Regions from separate parts of the Hordeum vulgare genome. Here all the other regions are linked to region 3. Evidence: chromatin contacts called from public Hi-C data. All regions are on one chromosome and are shown on one strand. The core of a region is the stretch at or near the end of the contact, and the rest is flanking DNA. Distances in the headings are between cores, read along the strand shown.

What was found. Hi-C and Micro-C count contacts between places; a contact is called where the count stands out from the background.
Region 1: a Hi-C map of leaf shows a contact between it and region 3, with 2.1 times the contacts expected there. The contact joins the promoter of LOC123425603 here to the promoter of LOC123425610 in region 3. A contact is called at or near these places in 3 of 6 Hi-C or Micro-C datasets (leaf and seedling).
Region 2: a contact with region 3 is called in a Hi-C map of seedling, with 10 times the contacts expected there. The contact joins the promoter of LOC123425605 here to the promoter of LOC123425610 in region 3.

What each region holds. Positions count from the first base shown.
Region 1 is chr2H:148,075,714-148,078,808 of MorexV3_pseudomolecules_assembly, forward strand. LOC123425603 (protein FREE1-like) reads right to left here and starts at 1,503. Exons shown (of 10, transcript XM_045109293.1): 1 at 704-1,503; 2 at 433-519; 3 at 195-326. The coding sequence starts at 1,405.
Region 2 is chr2H:148,058,761-148,061,916 of MorexV3_pseudomolecules_assembly, forward strand. LOC123425605 (cysteine-rich receptor-like protein kinase 10) reads right to left here and starts at 1,263. Exons shown (of 7, transcript XM_045109298.1): 1 at 1,049-1,263; 2 at 772-944; 3 at 416-677; 4 at 1-134. The coding sequence starts at 900.
Region 3 is chr2H:148,699,044-148,702,262 of MorexV3_pseudomolecules_assembly, forward strand. LOC123425610 (probable serine/threonine-protein kinase WNK1) reads right to left here and starts at 1,588. Exons shown (of 7, transcript XM_045109304.1): 1 at 1,210-1,588; 2 at 1,043-1,080; 3 at 703-930; 4 at 306-526; 5 at 36-193. The coding sequence starts at 1,296.

The sequences.
Region 1 (3,095 bases), core at 253-2,752, 620 kb before region 3:
TAGATAACTAGAGTAAACCATTTGTACTGATAGTTATTACAGATGTAGTTGAAATATGAAACAGCAACACTGCCAAAGAAACGGAACTAAAATATACTGACATTAGAGCATTGAGAAGAAGGATTTCCACTGTTTTCAATATAGTTAGGTGGCTACTCACGGATAGTGAGAAGAGAATGGTGGTGGTGTAATACCTGGACTGTTGCTGCTGTCACAGTGTCAAGCAAAGTATTGGAAGTATAGCTGTTTGACTTCAGCCTTATTCTCTTTGCTTCAAAATCTACTGAAGTCTTTGCCCAAATCGCAAATACAGTTGAATCCAAAACCTAAATAAGCGGAGTGTCAACCATTAGAATACCCTCACTGCTGTGTATCATATCACTGATGAGAAAATATAACCATAATCTTCTGCAAAAATGCTGTCCAACACACCTCCCATTTAGTCAGTGTATCAAGGGGATAAATCCTTAGGGTCCTGCTTGTGCTGGGATCAAGCATGCGGATTCCATCCAGACCAACCTGCAATAGCATATAATAATTAATAAGTACAGATTTCATGTATCATAACAGTCCTTGTGATCAATATGGAAGTTGGAACAAGTAACATATATGTTGCAAAACCACAGCACGATATCATAATTTCGGAGTGAAACAATACACCTAACATGTGTAAACTGATAGCTTATCGTTACTGAAGTTGTACCTGGCAAAGCACATCGGTGGGGCTTCCGGCACCCTCTGGCAGCAGCTTAACCCGAAACTTCTGCGCACCACCACTAGCATCCTCATGGGTTTCTGCTTTTGGAACAGCCCTCGCAATCTTCCCAAAGCTCCCACCCACACTGCCGCCCTCGCCGCCGTGTGGCTGCTCCACCCCTCCGGACGAGAGTCCAATCGACCGGCCGTAGTCATCAAACATCGCGGCTCCTGACCGGGTCGGCGCCGTGCCGCGCGCGCCGTACGGCTCGGGGCCTGCGTCGCCGGTATAGGCATACGCGCCCTCGTTCAGGTAATCGTCGTCGCCATACCGAGCGGCAGGCTGCTGGTAGCCTCCACCGTAGTACGGGGCGTCATAGGGAAGCGGCGCTGGGCTGGGTTCCGCTGCGGGAGCCGGCTGGGTGGGCTGCGAGTAGCTGTAGTACGGCGCCGGCGTGGGCTCCGGGGGGTAGGGCGTGGGGTTGTAGGGCGGGTACCCGGCGTACTGGGGCGGCTGCGTGTAGGACGGGGCAGATGGCGGCTGCTCGGGGTAGCCGCCGACGGAGTAGGGCGGCGCGGAGGCGTAGCCCCCCGGGATCGGGGGGTCGGCGGCGATGGGGTGAGGGGTCGGCCCCGGCGACGTGTACTGGTGAGGGTAGTAGTGGCCCGCGGGGGCGGGGGAGGCGTAGTCGCCGCTCCCGTGCTGCATCGCCGGCGAGGTGGAACGCAAGAGGCGACGGCGATTTCCTCTCGCTTTTTTTTCCCGAACTCTGATCCGATTCGATGCTTCGCGATTGCGTTTGTTTGCAGGGGAAGAAAGGGTAAAGAAGGTGGGGATTCGTTTCGGAGGTTGACGCGTTAGTGCTGGAGCGTGTCCGCGCGCGGCGGCCGTTGGATCTCGTCGGCGGGTGGAAGTGGACGGTCACGATGGTTGCTGTGGTGGTATTGGGTTCGCCTTTCGCGGGAGTTGTTTTGTCTGCCGCTCTGACTACGCGCCCGACACGGCGGGTTGCTGGTGTGTGGATCGAATTGGGCCGTGCATGTCCGTCAGCTTAAAGGCCCACATGATCCGGATTGGATTTGAAAATTAATGCCTTTTAAACTGAAAATTAATGATTTAATTAGTGAGGGTGGTTTTGCCCAAAAAGAAAAGTAGTGGAGCAGTTCATTGTGGTTCCCTAACAATTCTCTCTTTAATTTACTTTTTTTGCTAAATATAAAGAGCGTCAATTGTTCAAAAAATGGCTTTTCTAATGCTCAACCAGTTGTGCTCCAACAAAGTAACTACAATTGCACATCCGTTAAGAGCATCTCCAGTCACGCCTCGGACGTGTTTTTTTCGTTGACGCCGAAAAATCCTCCCAGTCACGCCCTCAGGATGTCGATTTTCACCGGTTGGGTTCATTTTTAGGCCCGTCGATCCCAGGCCGAACCTAGTGCGCTTGGGGGCTCCAGCGGAATGGAAAACGGCATGTGGGTAGGCACTGTCAGGTGAAAAACGTTTTCCCACCTCCAAATTCTCCCCCCACCCCACACGTGAAACACACCTTTCCCCACTATGTCGATCCTGGCGTCGCCCACGTGCCTACCGCCGCTAGAAAGGCCATCTCCCCGCCGAGAAAGGGAGGGTTCGCCGCGACTTCGCCCTCGGTTTTTGGGCGAGCTTTTCCGTCGCTCCAGACACGCAAACGGTTGCGTGTCTGCCACACCCGCCTGGTGTTCGGTGTTTTGTCTTGGCGATGGACTGCGATGACGAGGAAGCGTTCGCGGCGCTGCTGAAGGAGGAAGCTGTAATGCCCCAGATGTAATCCTTGCCATTTTGGGATCCTTTCCTATTTTGGAACCTTGTTCTCAATGCCATAAGAGTTATCATTCCATGTGGATGTTATATTTTGCCTCCTTCTTGCATCATGGCATCCATTGTGTTGTTGTTGCTTGATCTATCATGAGTGCTATGTGATTATGAGTGCTAGGTGTTTGTGTTGATGTTATGGGGTTTTTCAAAATATGGTGTTTTCAATCAAGGTTTCAAAACCCTTTCTCCTTTAATAAATGAACCTATGAAATAACTTTGAGTAAACCTGTTTTAAAAATGTTAGTTAATTATAGGATATTGTTTGTGATTGAGGGGTAGCCCTCATGGTTAAAATCTTACTTTGGAGAGGTGGCATTTATTTTAAAACAGCATATTAAAACCCCGTTATGATTATAATTTAGTTGTCTAAAAATTCAGGTTTGCATTTTATTTAAATAGGGCATAATTCCCTCATGCCCCAGGTGTTGTTAATTTTATTTTTCAAAACCCTGTTTGCTCTAGGTATTTTGATTTTCGGTGATGTTTATTTTTTCAAAAGAAAACCCTTTTTCTTTTCTGATTTTGGTCGGCTACAGAGGAGCCA
Region 2 (3,156 bases), core at 13-2,512, 640 kb before region 3:
ACCCAGTAGTATATTTTGAGGCTTCAGACCCAAATGGAGAACAGGACTAGGCAAGGTATGTAGAAAATGTATACCTTCACATATTCCCTTTATTATTTTAAAGCGCGTATCCCAATCAATGCTACCGGATTCACCTGAAGTAACATGTAATAGAATTTCATAAGCTATCCAAGATGCTGGATAAAAATGATAATAAGTATCTCAGAATAATAATGACAGCAAAGATCTTGTGAAGAGAAAAATGTCCACCAAAGCAACAGCAGGATTCTTCTATTGATAACGTGTGATGTTATCCTTTTCTGCTCAGTATATTACCAGTGCAAAAAATAGAGGAAACTTATGCAAAGTCATGCTAGAACTCCGAACAAGGTACATGAAAAATAATAGCTCGGATAGTGCATGATGTATGACATACCAAAAAGATTATTGTGAAGGCTCCCCTTAGGCAAGTATTCATAGCAGAGTACAGTGTCAATGACCTCTGCAATAATATATCGTCCGTTGCTCTGCACCAATTTTTTTTGTGCCTCACGGCAGTAAGCAACCAACTTGACGATATTTTCATGTTCAAGCACCATAATATTCTGAACCTCATTCACGAATATTGTGTCACGTGGTACAGGGGAATTTTCCGCGAGTTTCTTCACAGCAACCACCCCACCATCGTCCAGGATCCCCTGTTTAACGTCACATAAAACTAATCTACCTTGGCACTTTCCCGTGTCAACCTCTTAATTGACAGAGAAAGTTGTGGCAAAATCATAGTACTACCTTATAAACTGACCCGAATGCGCCCTGACCAAGTAGTAGCTCATCGGAGAAGTTCCTTGTGATTTTGTTCAAGAAGTCTAATGGTAGCTCGTTCGGTAGGCTCTCCAGGGTTACGCCTCCGGTGGCCATTAATCGCTGATAATGTAAGAAGCTGCCGATGCGATCAATCACAACTTGCAATTTACCAAAGGAAGGAAGTTGCTAAACAATATCAGACTAAGGATGCACAAGAAAGCTGTATCTGGGAATAATTAAGCAGTTCGTCAAGTGCACTGACCTTGGAGAGGAACGGTCCTCGTCCTCGATGAAGGATCCAAGCTGGGAACAGAACACCGGGAGAGGGGATGAACTTCAGATCTGAGATGAATAGACTGCTTGCTGCCGGTGCCACTGCCCACTAGTATGTATGTAAAGCAAAAGGAAAGAAACAAGGAGGTATTTGTATGATCGGTTGACTTGACTGTCGCTAGCCTAGCATGTTCTTTCACCTGGGTCCGCCCTCGTCAGTAGACGCGGTTTGGTCTGATTTTAATTTCGATCGCGTGCATTTTTTTGGTGGGTGTGTGGGGGTGGGGTGGGGGTGGGGTGTTTTCGATATACTCCCTCCGTTCCTTATAATTAATATAAGGTGTATTAGTTTTTCAAAGTTAAAGTATATCTATGTTTGATCAATTTTATAGCAAAATATATAAGCATTTACAATACTAAAAATGCAAAATATAGAAACGTATTTCATGGTGAATCTAATGATAATTATTTGTTACTCTAAACATTGATATTTTTATCAATAAACTTGATCAAAATTAGAAAAGTTTGACTTTAAAAAAAAATAATACATCTTATATTTAGGAACGAAAGGCGTATTCATCAAACAAGCTTGTAAGCATTTTATCAAGTGAATTAGAGCAACTTCAACGGACAGACCCAAACGGACGGCGAATTTGTCCGTTTGGGTCGGCCGCCCGCCCGGCGTCCGCCCTGTTTTAAATTTGTTTCGACGGTGTGCCCAACGCGCCAACCCATTTTATACCCGCAATCAACATTTTTTTTCAAAAGGCTCGCGGCCGATCATGCGAGCGGCCATGTCTCATGCCGGCATACAATGCCGGCTTTAAAAAAATAACACCACAGTTCATGTTGGCGCACTCGCCAGACGGCCGGCACACATGCCAACACACAAAAAGGATGGGACTTGAGTTCAACCACGCCATCGCGCCCCCCCTGGTCATGCCAGCACACATGCCGGCATCCAAAAAAGATGGCGCTCGCCGCCATAGATCACTTGTCGTCAAACTTGAGCATGTCGGCCTACATCTTCTCGAGCCATGGCCTCTTCCTTGGCGACACGGTGTTGAGATCCACCTTCATGATCTCCATCCCGGTCATCATGCTCGCAAGAGCCACTTCTTTGGCCTTGGTCTTGGCGTTGGCGGCCTCGATCTCTAACATCCCGCTTGTCCTCCTTCTTGGAGTTGGTCTTCCCCCGTGGTCCAGCCTTCTCACCGTCCCCAACCTCCTTCACGGCTTGCTTCCTACCATGCGACTTGAGGGCGACATATTGCGCCTTGAACTTCTCCTCGTCTTTGATCACCCTAAAGCAATGGGAGAGGTTGAAGCACTTGCCATTGTGTTGGACCTTGAATGCCTCCAAAGCTTGAAATGCCTACAAATGTATTTCATGCAAGCATATTCGCAAAATGATATGCAAACGAACACCCAAGCATAAACTTGATAACACAAAAAAGAGGACGGCTTGCTAGCATACCATGTCTTGCATGCCGATGCCGCTCATGGGACGGGCCTTGACGCTCTCAAGAGTGGCACAAAACTTGTTGCACTCTTGTTGGATCACCCTCCAACATTTTGAAATGGACACCCACCCGCACGTGCTTACTATTTGGTACGGCGAAAACTTCTTGCGCTCATGGAACTCACGGTGAACACGAATCCAAAAGGTTGAATGCTTTTGTTCGGCGCATGTCTTGGGGTCTTGCCCAATGTCTCTCCAACACTCGCAAAGAAGCTTGTCCTCGACCGCCGTGTATGCCTTGGTCCGCTTGCTCTTGCGCTTCAGCTTCGTCCCGTCGGCTTGGTTGGCGAGCTCGTCCTCAAACAAAGGCTCCGCTTCGATGTCGCACTCGTCCTCTTCCTCTACCCCGTAGTCCTCCGGAAACTCATGGTCGAGAGGGAAGTCGTCCAGGTCTAGGCCGACCTGATCACGCATGAAGGCGGCATGATCTTCATTGTAGCCAGCGGGCGGCGTGAACGCCCCTCGGCCATCCTGGCTTTGTGTCTTGTTGGGATCGAAGCCAGCGGCCTGCGCACCACCCTCGAAGATCATGTTCTGCATGTAGTCGTCGTCGCCGGCGGCCGGCATTCCGTCGA
Region 3 (3,219 bases), core at 338-2,837:
AATGGCTAAAAAAATATCCAAGAGGCACTCCTTACAGAGATCACTCTCTTGTAGATCTGCACCGGGTGCGTGCATTCGCTATACGGGTACTCAAAGGTGACCATCTCAAGCACGCACATGCCGAAGGAGTATATGTCCACCAGCTCGTTGTATTCCTCGGCATACACCTCCGGCGCCATGAACTCCGGCGTACCTGCCCAAACAATCGGACACGCCAATCTCATCAAATTTCCACAGAACCATCATCATTTGGGACCGTAAAACACCATTTTTCCATGCTAGGTAGCTAATCGGCCGAAGCTTACCTACGCAGTGAACAGCATGGGACTTGCGGAGGATGGCGGCCAGGCCGAGGTCGCCGATCTTGACCTCACCCTGGTTACCATTGACGAAGATGTTGTCACACTTGAGGTCCCGGTGGATGATGGGTGGATTGTGGCTGTGTAGGTACAGCAGGCCGCTGAGGATCTGCCGGCACCAGTCCTTGACCGCCCATATATTCACCTTCCTGTGCTTCTGCCTGTACCTAATCACCAGCAAATCACAAGCAATCAATTAGGCATACAGAACAGAAGATACGTACTACTACTACTTTCTTTCTAGAATTGGGCAGAAAAAAAGGAGATTTCCTTTAGATTGAGCGTACAAGGATACAACTTTATTGAGCATTAAAGAGAGTTAGATGAGATTGGTGCGGCTTACTGGCGGAGGGTGCCGGAGGTGAACATCTCGGTGATGAAGTTGATGTGGCGGGCGGAGACGTCGACCCAGGAGGTGTAGAACTTCATGATGTTCTTGTGCTTGAGCGTCTTGAGGAGGTGGATCTCGCAGTAGAGGCGCTCCAGGTCATCGGGGCACTGGAGGAAATCGTAGAGCTTCACCTGGTTCCACGCCACCTCCATCCCCTGGTACTCGTCGAACGCCCGGTACCTGAAACCAGACCAGGCGCTCGTCGTCAGCAGTCAGCTCGGGCGGCGCGAGGCGGACAAGAAAGAAGCGACAGCAAGCAGCGAGCGAGCGAGCAGAGGACGGCGGATCTTACACGGTCTTGGACGCGCCCTTGCCGAGGACGTCGTTATACTGCAAGAAGCATGGAGCAAACGGATCAGCGATCTGGCATGGCAGGGTAACGTATCGAGAAACGGCCGCAGGAGGAGGAGGGGAGCAGGGGGAGGGAGGTTGTTGGTGGTGGTGGGGGTGGCGCCGTACCCTTCCGTACCGGCCGGTGGGGTCGAGCTCCGCGTACTCCCCGCAGTCGGCCGCGTTGGCGCTGGCGTTTGCCCTGGCGCCCATCATCCTAGCTATCTCCGGCTCGCTCCGGCCTCGGAAGCAGCGCAAGAAAGCACCCGCTCCGCGCCGCCCGGGAGGCAGCTGCTGGCTCGCCGGCGCGCTCGCGCTCGCGCTGCTAGGAGGAGTGGATGGGGAGTGAGGAGGGGCAGGGGGGCGGGGAGGAGGAGAGGATCGGCGCGGGAGCGAGCGGCCTATTTAGGGAAATGTGGGCACACATGGTGTGTGTGGGCAGAGAGAGAGAGAGAGATGGGAAGGAGCCAAGGAGGAGGGGGTGGGGATGATGAGGCTTTAGTTGTAGATTGTAGATTAGATCAATGGGAAAGCCGCAGATAAACTTGCCGTTTTTAACTCCACACGAGAGATGAGATTTACTAAGCTACCTGCTGGGCTGGGCCAGCTACGTGGTACTGTACGTACTAGGGGTGACAGGATCCTAGATACTGTCGTTGGTTAGTCGGGTGAGACTACAATTCCATCATGACACGGTCAAATTAGCCTCACTTCCATGCCGATATACTAATCCACAATTATTCGGTGTAAACAAATTAGACCGCAATCGTCTCTAAAAGGAACTGGAATTACAGTAGAAAAATGCAGGCCGGTCTCTGCGTTTTTTATTCCTTTCAGAAAAGGCAGCCCGATTTTCCAAGAAAGCATGTTTGGTTTGGACCCAAATGTTGTTCAATCCCATGGGCGAAAACGACCGCTCGCAGAAAAGTACTGTATATATGAATGTAGAAGCTCTGGGGGAAGAAACTATGTCGAGAAGCTCTTTAACCGGAAAAAGGGACAGCTGATTAGGAACCACGATCTTGGCGCAAACTGAACAAGAAAATTGAATATTTACTGGGGTTCTTGTTTTTCTTGCTTTCCTCCTTGACATCGCAAATCTGACTCTCTTTTTTGACTTCGGAGAAGAAAACGAAATGGTTCGAGAGCGGCCCCTTTGTTTTGCCTCCCCATTGATGATCAAACCCTGCTAAACGCTATGCTCCCCCGGCGAACTCACTTGGGCCATGATGGTGCGGGGTGCTCCGTTCATGTCCATGGAAAGTTGCTCAAAGCTATAGTACTCCTAGATAGGAGCACCCGGGTTCATCTTCATTTTCCAACACGTTGAAAATTTGTAAGCAGTTTAAAGAAACCGGATAATTGGACAAAATAACTCATACATGAGCTTCACCCTCATCCACCGCTAATCATATAGGTAGGTGATGTCGAGTAGGGCATTTGGAGACAGAGCATCATGAAGACCTTAATTTTGACAATAACAAAATTCAAAATTTATGTTTTAAAAGTTATGAAAAAAATAAACATGTATACAAGAATGCGATGTGTATGTGTGTACAATTTTATTATGAGATACCTTGAATTTCGAGCTGCCCCCAAAAAAGCATGATATTTAAAGATGAACAATACATATGCTAAAAGCCCAAATTTGTTTTTTTTTGTACCTCACATTTTAACTTGTTTCGACCTGAAATTTACACACATGTACATCATGAATCTAGTTACACATATATTTTTCAGAATTTTTTAAAAGAAGAGTTTGAATTTTAAAGTTTCCAAATTAAGGCCTTCGTGGAGCACGGTCTCCATTTGGCATTTTCGGGTGATGTTAGTTATATAATTTGCCATGCTTACCTTATAATTATCAATGGATGTGGTTTCATTGAGAAATAATAGTTTTTAAAAAACATATAATACAGATGGAGACACTCACAAACATGTATATACGCTCAGTGACGGACCCATGAATTAAATGAAGGGTGTGCACACTAAAAAAATCTGCCTAATCCAAGTGTCATGTAATATACTCAATTGTTAAAATCTGGCATCGATTTCAACATTGGTCATTGAACCGCATGCATCTAAAAGCACACTACGTAGACAGTCGAACCAAACAAAGGAAAGACTAGCAAATCTGGC